Regions from separate parts of the Rattus norvegicus genome. Here region 1 is linked to region 2. Evidence: chromatin contacts called from public Hi-C data. All regions are on one chromosome and are shown on one strand. The core of a region is the stretch at or near the end of the contact, and the rest is flanking DNA. Distances in the headings are between cores, read along the strand shown.

Region 1 (3,722 bases), core at 633-3,132, 54 kb after region 2:
AACTTCTCTTAAGGCTAGGTTCCTAGGCTCCTGCTGGCTCCTGAGCTGCATTTATGACACCTTGCTGGCCTGCTGCTAAGCCTGGTTGTGGTTAGCATACATGGTCCTGTCTCTGTAGGCCTTGCTGCCAGCCATAGTGCTGGGCTTGTTTCCACTACCCAGTCACCTGTACCATCAGCTCAGCTCAGAGCTCTGCCTGTCCAAGCCACTCCAAAGCTAGCTGTATCTCCACTTTTGTTTGCTTCTTTCTCCCATGCCGTCTCCTTTGGCCTTACATGGTCTGGCCCTAAGGCTTTATGCCCCCACCCCCACCCCCCGTGGAACCCTTCATGTCACCCAACCATCCATACCCTTGCAGCCAGGAGCACCAGCTCAGAGCTGGCACAGGAAGTGTTTGCTTTTCCCAAAGGATACACAGAGGCAAGCCTACTAGATGAGCAGTGGCCTTAGAAAGGGGTCAGTGGCCAGTGCTTGCGATAGTACCCTCCTGTCCCAGTCCCTCAGCTTGTGTTGCATGAGATGTCCCTCTGGGGTAGGGGGACAACTGTAGAGTCTTGAGCACCCTTAGAACACACTGTCATCTCCCTGCTAGGCTGTATTCTCAGCCTTTGCCCTTCATTCCATGGGGAAGACCTTGTGTGGACAGTCTCTGTTTCTTCCTTCTGCATCTGGGACAGGCTTTTCTCCTGGACAAGACGTCAGTAGACATCACCTGGCTCAAGCATCAGGCTGGAGGGCTGCCTGCCCCTGTTCATAGGCGACTTTGCTGATTCTGCCTCATTCTGCCACATGCCCTGCCTGCTGGGCTCAGGACAGAGCCAGTAGTATATTAGGTCCAGGGAGCACTGGGTCTGGTCTGCCCTAGGGTGAAAAGGCAGGGAAGGTGGTGCCCGCTGTGCCTTCGTAACTGTCACCCTAGGAAAGTCTTTATTCGTCTCCCCAGCGAGTCCACCACAGTGTTCTCACTAGCTGGGGGTACTCCCCTGCTCAGTCATTTTGAGCTCTGTGGAAAACCCAGATTCCTGTGACATCATTCAGGCAGGGTCTCGATATGAGTCTCGATAGCCTGAAGTGGGAGCCCAAGGAACAGCATCTGTCTGCCCTGTGGTTTTGTTTTCTTCATGCTTCTGGACCCAGAAGCCTAATGTTGGAACAGAAAGATGTCTTTCTCCTGGGGAAGAGCTGTTGTATTCCAGTTCCGCCAGCCTTCATGCTTAGTGCACTTGGACCCTTCACTGAACCTACCCTGTCTGTTGAGCAGCCTCTCTGCCCACCCTGTGCTGGCTGTGTCCCCCACAGTGTCTTAGAGTGCATGGCAGCACTGCCCAGCACACATCTCTGCCTAGTGGACAGTCATCCGGCTTGGCTGCAGAGCCCTGAGCTCGTTCCACCATCAGCATAGGTGTGGGTTTGGGAATCGGGGTTCCATGCGACTCAGAAACAGATCTGGCCCTGAACTGTCCAAGGCCCTACCTGACCCCCCAGGCCCATCTTTGTTCCTGTGCAGTGTCTTCCCTCGGGAACTTAAAGAGGTGTTCGCCTCATGGCGGCAGGAGTGTAGCAGCCGCGGCCGGCCTGATATCAGTGAACGACTCATTAGCGCCTCCCTCTTCCTTCGCTTCCTGTGCCCTGCCATCATGTCGCCCTCGCTCTTCAACCTGCTTCAGGAGTATCCTGACGACCGCACAGCTCGCACCCTCACGCTCATCGCCAAAGTTACCCAGAACCTGGCCAACTTTGCCAAGTGAGTGTTTCATCCCATGGGGTTGAAGTAGACAGGGACAGAAACTTGGGGTGTGTGTGCTCTTGACCCAGGCTAGTGCAGTGGGCCTTGGTTTTATCCCTGTCTCCCTCAGCCTCCCCACAGCCACTTGCTTCAGAATAAAACCTCCTCCACAGCCACCCTCCCAGTAGTGCAGTGCCGTTTTGGAATGCTTCTTTGGATTTTAAAGGTGGGAAGACAAGATATTTTTCCCTTCTGCGTATTTGAGTTAACACATTATCATAAAGTGCCATAAGGCTTCGAGTCTGTCTTTGAGCACCGAGCTCCACTTTGTAGGGAATGGCTGATTTCCTGGGTAGCTGGGCACTTGGGTTAATACTGCCAGGATGATTACCTGTAAAGCACATCTGGTGGTTTGGGCTGTGTAAAGTTCTTTTTTTTTTTTTAAGATTTAATCATTTTATGTGTGAGTTTTTGCCTCCGTGTATGTCTGTATACTACATGAGTGCTTGGTGCCCACAGAGGTCAGAAGAGGGCATCAGACGCCCAGAAACCAGATTAGGGATGGCTGTGAAATACTGTGTGGATGTTGGAAATTGAATCTGGGTCCTCTGCCTATGCTCTCAACCACTGAGCATCTCTAAGCCCCTTGGCTGCCAGTTTAGACAGTGTAGATAAAGTGGCAGGGCTGGGTAATCCTGTCATTAGTTCACAGTTGTGGATCGAGCCCTTTTCTAGGTCTGTCGGTGCTGGGCCTTGACTGTGAGTGTGGGAGGCAAGTGCAGTGGAGAGAAGGGTGGGGCCAAGACGATGCCAAAGTCTCAGGAGAGCAAAGGCTTTGGGGAGAAAAGACAGGAAGACCAATCATCTAGCTCAGACAAGAAACAGAAGCTGGCTTGATGGTAAAGCCTGGTACCAAAGGCATCTAGGTCACCAAGACAAAGCTGGGAGAGACAGGAAGTAACTGATGAGGGCTACAGGAACCTGAAGGCCACACGGTATAGAGGTGGACCATACAGCATGGCCCTTACCTCCTCTGGCCTCTGCAAAGGATCTCCACTGAACAAGGTATGTCTGGTAAGGAGAGACTGAGGGAGGCTATAGCCAGACTTCAGTTAAAAATGATGGGCACTGGCTAAAGGAGGCAGTGGCACAGGGACAGATAGTAGGTGACAAGATCAGGTCAGCAGGCCTTGTCATTTGGAGAAAATGAAGGAGAGCTGACACCACTGCCAAGCCTCTGACTTGTTCGGTGGTCTCTTCCCTTGGGAAAGGGAAATTTGGAGGAGGAGACAGGGCTTGAGGGGGGTGTCCCTGATGACCCCAAAACCTCAACTGGGCCAAGTGTGGATCTGAAATTGACCTATGTACTGGGCTTTCCCGTCTGCAGGAAAAGAGGCAGGGCCCATAAGGGGCAGTGTTAGAGGAAACATGAACACTAGTTACTTTAGTTCCTGCAAAGGGTAGAGTGGTCTTGGCCTTGAGAAGACCCTAGCAACTCAGAACCTTGATTGGCAGCAGCCATGGTGAGGAAGGAGATGAGATCTGACTCAACTAAGGGGCCCTTATCTTGGCTGCCCTTTTCTGTCCAGGTTTGGCAGCAAAGAGGAATACATGTCATTCATGAACCAGTTCCTGGAGCACGAGTGGACCAACATGCAGCGCTTCCTGTTGGAGATCTCCAACCCTGAGACCCTTTCTAACACAGCAGGCTTCGAGGGCTACATAGACCTGGGCCGGGAGCTCTCTAGCTTACACTCTCTGCTCTGGGAAGCTGTCAGCCAGCTTGATCAGGTACCTGTTGCCTGGGTTAAATGGTGTATCTGCCAGATTGGAGGGCTCATCGGTGTGACAGATTCACTTGTAGTGAGGCTCTCTCTGGATGTTCACTCCCCAGCACTGGGCACTGGGTCCAGGTCCACACCTTTGTGCTCAGCCCTGATAGCCCAAGTACACAAGCGAAGGCTCACTCACTCCTTACCTCAGTGGGAGAGGAGAG
Region 2 (3,600 bases), core at 663-3,162:
TGTTTTCTGTGTGTGCTGGTGATATAAGAGGATTTATTCAGCCAGTTTTTGAGGTTGTCATGTCCAAGGGTTAGGGCTGTAGCAAATGTTCACCTGACCTTCTGAACTAAGAAATCTTATCAGCCCCACCCCTTCTATGATGGAAAAACTTCAAAATTCAGATCACAATGACAACACGATTTCAAAATAACACTCCTTTACGTCTGTCCTCTGGTCACCCAGAATCAAGCTGAGTGGCTGGGTTCCAGCACCTCTTCTGTACAAGCCTTCCTCAGGGAGTTCTAGTTCTCAGTTCTTCTCCCTCAAGGTGCCCACAGGGTCTGAGCCACTTTCCCAAGGCTATGTGGAAAACCATGACAAAGGAACATGATGAGGAAAGGGTTGATTGAGTTTACACTTCCATACCTTAGTCCATTGTTGGAGGAAGTCAGGACAGGAACTCAGACAAGGTGGGAACCTGGAGCAGGAGCAGAGGCCAGGAGGGGTGCTGCTTACTGGCTTGCTCCACATGGCTTGCTCAGCCTGCTTTCTTACAGAACTCAGGACTACCAGCCCACGGGTGGCCCCACCTACAATAGTTGTGTCCCTACACATCAATCCTTAAATAAGAAAATGTCCTACAGCTGGATCCTAATGGAGGCATTTTCTTAGTCGGGAGTTTCAAATGACTAACTTGTGCCAAGTTTATATAAAACTAACCAGCTCTCCCAGTAAGACTCAGCTGTGGCCCTTTGAGCCCCACATTTACTCATCATCTGTAAAGGGCATCTGGTCGAACCTGGGTGTACTGAGGCCTGGCTTGTCACCTGCCACTTCATTTGTCCAGAAGCTCTGGATTGGGGTGGGGTGGAGTGTGGTGAGTTGGGAATGCTGCTTTTAGCTGGAGCCTCAGCTCAGCACTGGCTGGTGAATCCATAAGTGGTCTGAGTCGGGTGTCCCAAAATTGGAGGCACTCAGCAAACCCTTCCACACCTTGGTCCCTCCTTAAGAGAGGAACTGGGGAACCTGTACCCATGGGGATTGGCTTTGGGGGGTCCAAGTGTTTCAGCCTCCATCCTGACAGCCAGCCATTGTCTGTCCGCCTTAGGGGTCTAGATGGCCAGATTACTAGGAGGCTCGCTGGCTTGTTGGAGGACCTGCTTTCCCAGCCTTACTTTCCTTCATTTGAGTAACCACTCCTGTCAGTCTCTGACGGGGCGGGGTGTGTGGAATCCTCCTGGAGGTTGGGGGTGTGGCCTGGTTGCGAAGGAAGGTGAGGTGAGGGGCTGCTGGTGGCGCTAGCCACTCATCACCACCCCCTAAGTTCCCCGCCCCTCCGAAGCCCTGCCGCCCCGCCCTCTCGGCGCCAGGAGGTGGGTAGGGGGGCTCGGGCATCCTCGGCCACGGTCGGAGACACTCGGCTCAGTGTCGCCATGGCAACGGCGGCTTAGGGGCGGGGGCGACGTGGCGGGCTGGGCCGGCCGGCGGGCGGCGCGGGGTGGGCTGGGCCGCGCTGCGCGGGCCGGGCCGTCGGCGCTCGGTCGGCGGGCGGGCGGCGGCGCGGGCCGCGAGCTGCTGGGGCCGAGCCCGGCCCGCCGTGGGCCGCGAGGGTGCGGGTCCCGGCCCGCCGCCGCCGCGCTAACCCCGCCTCCCCTTCCCCCTCTTGTCGCCCCGCGCGCAGGGCTTCCTCAGCCGCCGCCTCAAGGGCTCCATCAAGCGCACCAAGAGCCAGCCCAAACTGGACCGCAACCACAGCTTCCGCCACATCCTGCCGGGGTTCCGGAGCGCAGCCACCGCCGCCGCGGACAATGAGAGGTGAGCCCGCCGCCACCCCGGCTGCGCCCCGAGGGCGCGGGGACAAAGCCCGACCCAGGCAGGGCACGCTCCCGCGGGAGTGACGCCTCGCCGGCCTCCCGGAACTCCGGGAACTGGGCCCCCGTCGGGCTATGGGACTCGGGCTGCAGCCTTCGTTGCCTTCACCGGCTGCAGCTAGGAGGGTGCTGGAGGTCCGGGGTGAGGCCGGGCGGCAAGTGCCCTCTTGGGCATGTGGGGTCCTGCCTCGTCTGGCCGAGGTGGGCATTGTTTCCCGGGCTGTGCGGTGCCTGGAGGTAGGGACGGAAGTGGCGCCTCCACCCTCAGGACCCATTCCCGGCCTACCGAGTCCCTCGGTGTCCGATACAAAAGGCATTTTCGGCTGGGTTTTGCCCAGAGCCGGTAGCGCTCGTGGCGCGGAAAAGGGTGAACATCTGGAGGGGAGGAGCAGGGGGCTGGGCCGCTTAGGGGGCACATCTGCGCTAAGTAGGGCACGTGCTCCGCTGGGGGCTGGGGTGAGCCAAGCAGACAGTGCCCAGGCTCTGGGTTGATGGGCATCACCTAAGACCCGGGAAGATGGGCCTTCCCCCTACAGTCTGGGCAGCTGCCCTTACCTCCCGCTCCCAGGGGGTGTCTCCTATTCCTTGCTTCCTTCTGGGCAAGCCGGGAGCAGGTGTGGAAATTCCAGGGGGAGGTGGCTAGTGGGGCGGAGGGGAGGGGAGGAGGTTGTTGAGCCTGCTCTGGAGTCAATGGCAACGTGCAGGCTTCAGCTCGCAAGGGCAAGCCATCCTGTCCGTGCGGGGGCACTGGGCGGGCACAGCCTCTGGGGGCCCTGGTTCTCCTTGAGTCGTGTCAGCCACAGGCACCTTTCCACTTAGGCACAGGCACAGTGATGCATTTCTGTGCCAGTTAGAACGTGTCGTGGAGGTGAAGGAGCCAGTAGGCTCCCAGGAGCCTTTTCAGCATCCAGCCCCAGCATCTTAGGCTACTGGCATCTGCCTTTCTGGGTCCGTGTCCGTTTTACCGTTGGCGAGTTGGCACTTCTTGTGCGGAAGGGCACAGGTAGAATGATGTCTTCCCTTTCCTCCTTGGTTCCTGCAAGCAAGGAGCCCAAGTTATCCTAACTCCTGCCCAAGGTGGTGTGACGTTTAACTGACACCTAACACCTTTCCCAGAGCACCCCTCCCACATCCCAGTTAGAACCACTAGACCTTCCTTGTCCATCAGCCCAGCGCTGTTCTACAGTGCATCTCCACCACGGTCTGCACCTGGCTTCCTGCCCCGGCTGCTAAGCCCAGCCTAAGGCAGGACCCCCCCCACCCCGCCACCCCAGCTTTTCACTGATGGCTATGGTGCCCCAGGGGACCAGGCGTTCCCTGGCAGGAAGATGCATCCAGGCCAGAGCTCGGTGCTGGGTGCAGCCACTGCGTCTTTGAAAATCTCCATTCCCATCTTTGTTATTATTGTCTGTCTGGGCGGCAGGCTACCCGGTTTGCTGCCTTCCTCCCTCCTCCGGCCCCCACCTCCGGCTGTCTCCCCCCAAGAACATGCCCTTCTCTGCGCTTTCCCTGGCAGGGGTCCGGACCCTCTGTTCTCGCATGCGGGGGCTTGTGTACGTACCCCATTTTGTGTGCATGTGTTGGTTGTCCGGGAGCAGGAGAGACGGCAGGCAGCCCGGGTCTCTGAGTGTGTCTGCCCTCTTGAGAGCAAGCGGCATGCATGTCGTGTTTACCTTCTACCGCTGGGAAGCCCGCACCAAAAAGCCAGCAGGCGCTTGGCTAGCAATCTAGCCAGAGTGGGGCTTCACTA

Evidence for each region. A called contact is a pair of places that touch in the nucleus more often than the background predicts.
Region 1: a Hi-C map of frontal cortex shows a contact between it and region 2, with 2.0 times the contacts expected there. The contact joins two enhancer-like sites. A contact is called at or near these places in 5 of 12 Hi-C or Micro-C datasets (Schwann cells, frontal cortex, kidney and 1 more).

Annotation. Positions count from the first base shown.
Region 1 is chr3:39,466,534-39,470,255 of GRCr8, forward strand. Dab2ip (DAB2 interacting protein) reads left to right here. Exons shown (of 16, transcript NM_138710.4): 9 at 1,508-1,744; 10 at 3,316-3,517. Among named protein-coding and RNA genes, the nearest start is that of Dab2ip, 160 kb to the left of the region's middle. Within about 2 kb of position 1,883, at least 7 of the 93 cell types and tissues checked have an H3K27ac peak or open chromatin away from gene starts, as enhancers often do.
Region 2 is chr3:39,412,524-39,416,123 of GRCr8, forward strand. Dab2ip (DAB2 interacting protein) reads left to right here. Exons shown (of 16, transcript NM_138710.4): 3 at 1,661-1,794. Among named protein-coding and RNA genes, the nearest start is that of Dab2ip, 100 kb to the left of the region's middle. Within about 2 kb of position 1,913, at least 31 of the 93 cell types and tissues checked have an H3K27ac peak or open chromatin away from gene starts, as enhancers often do.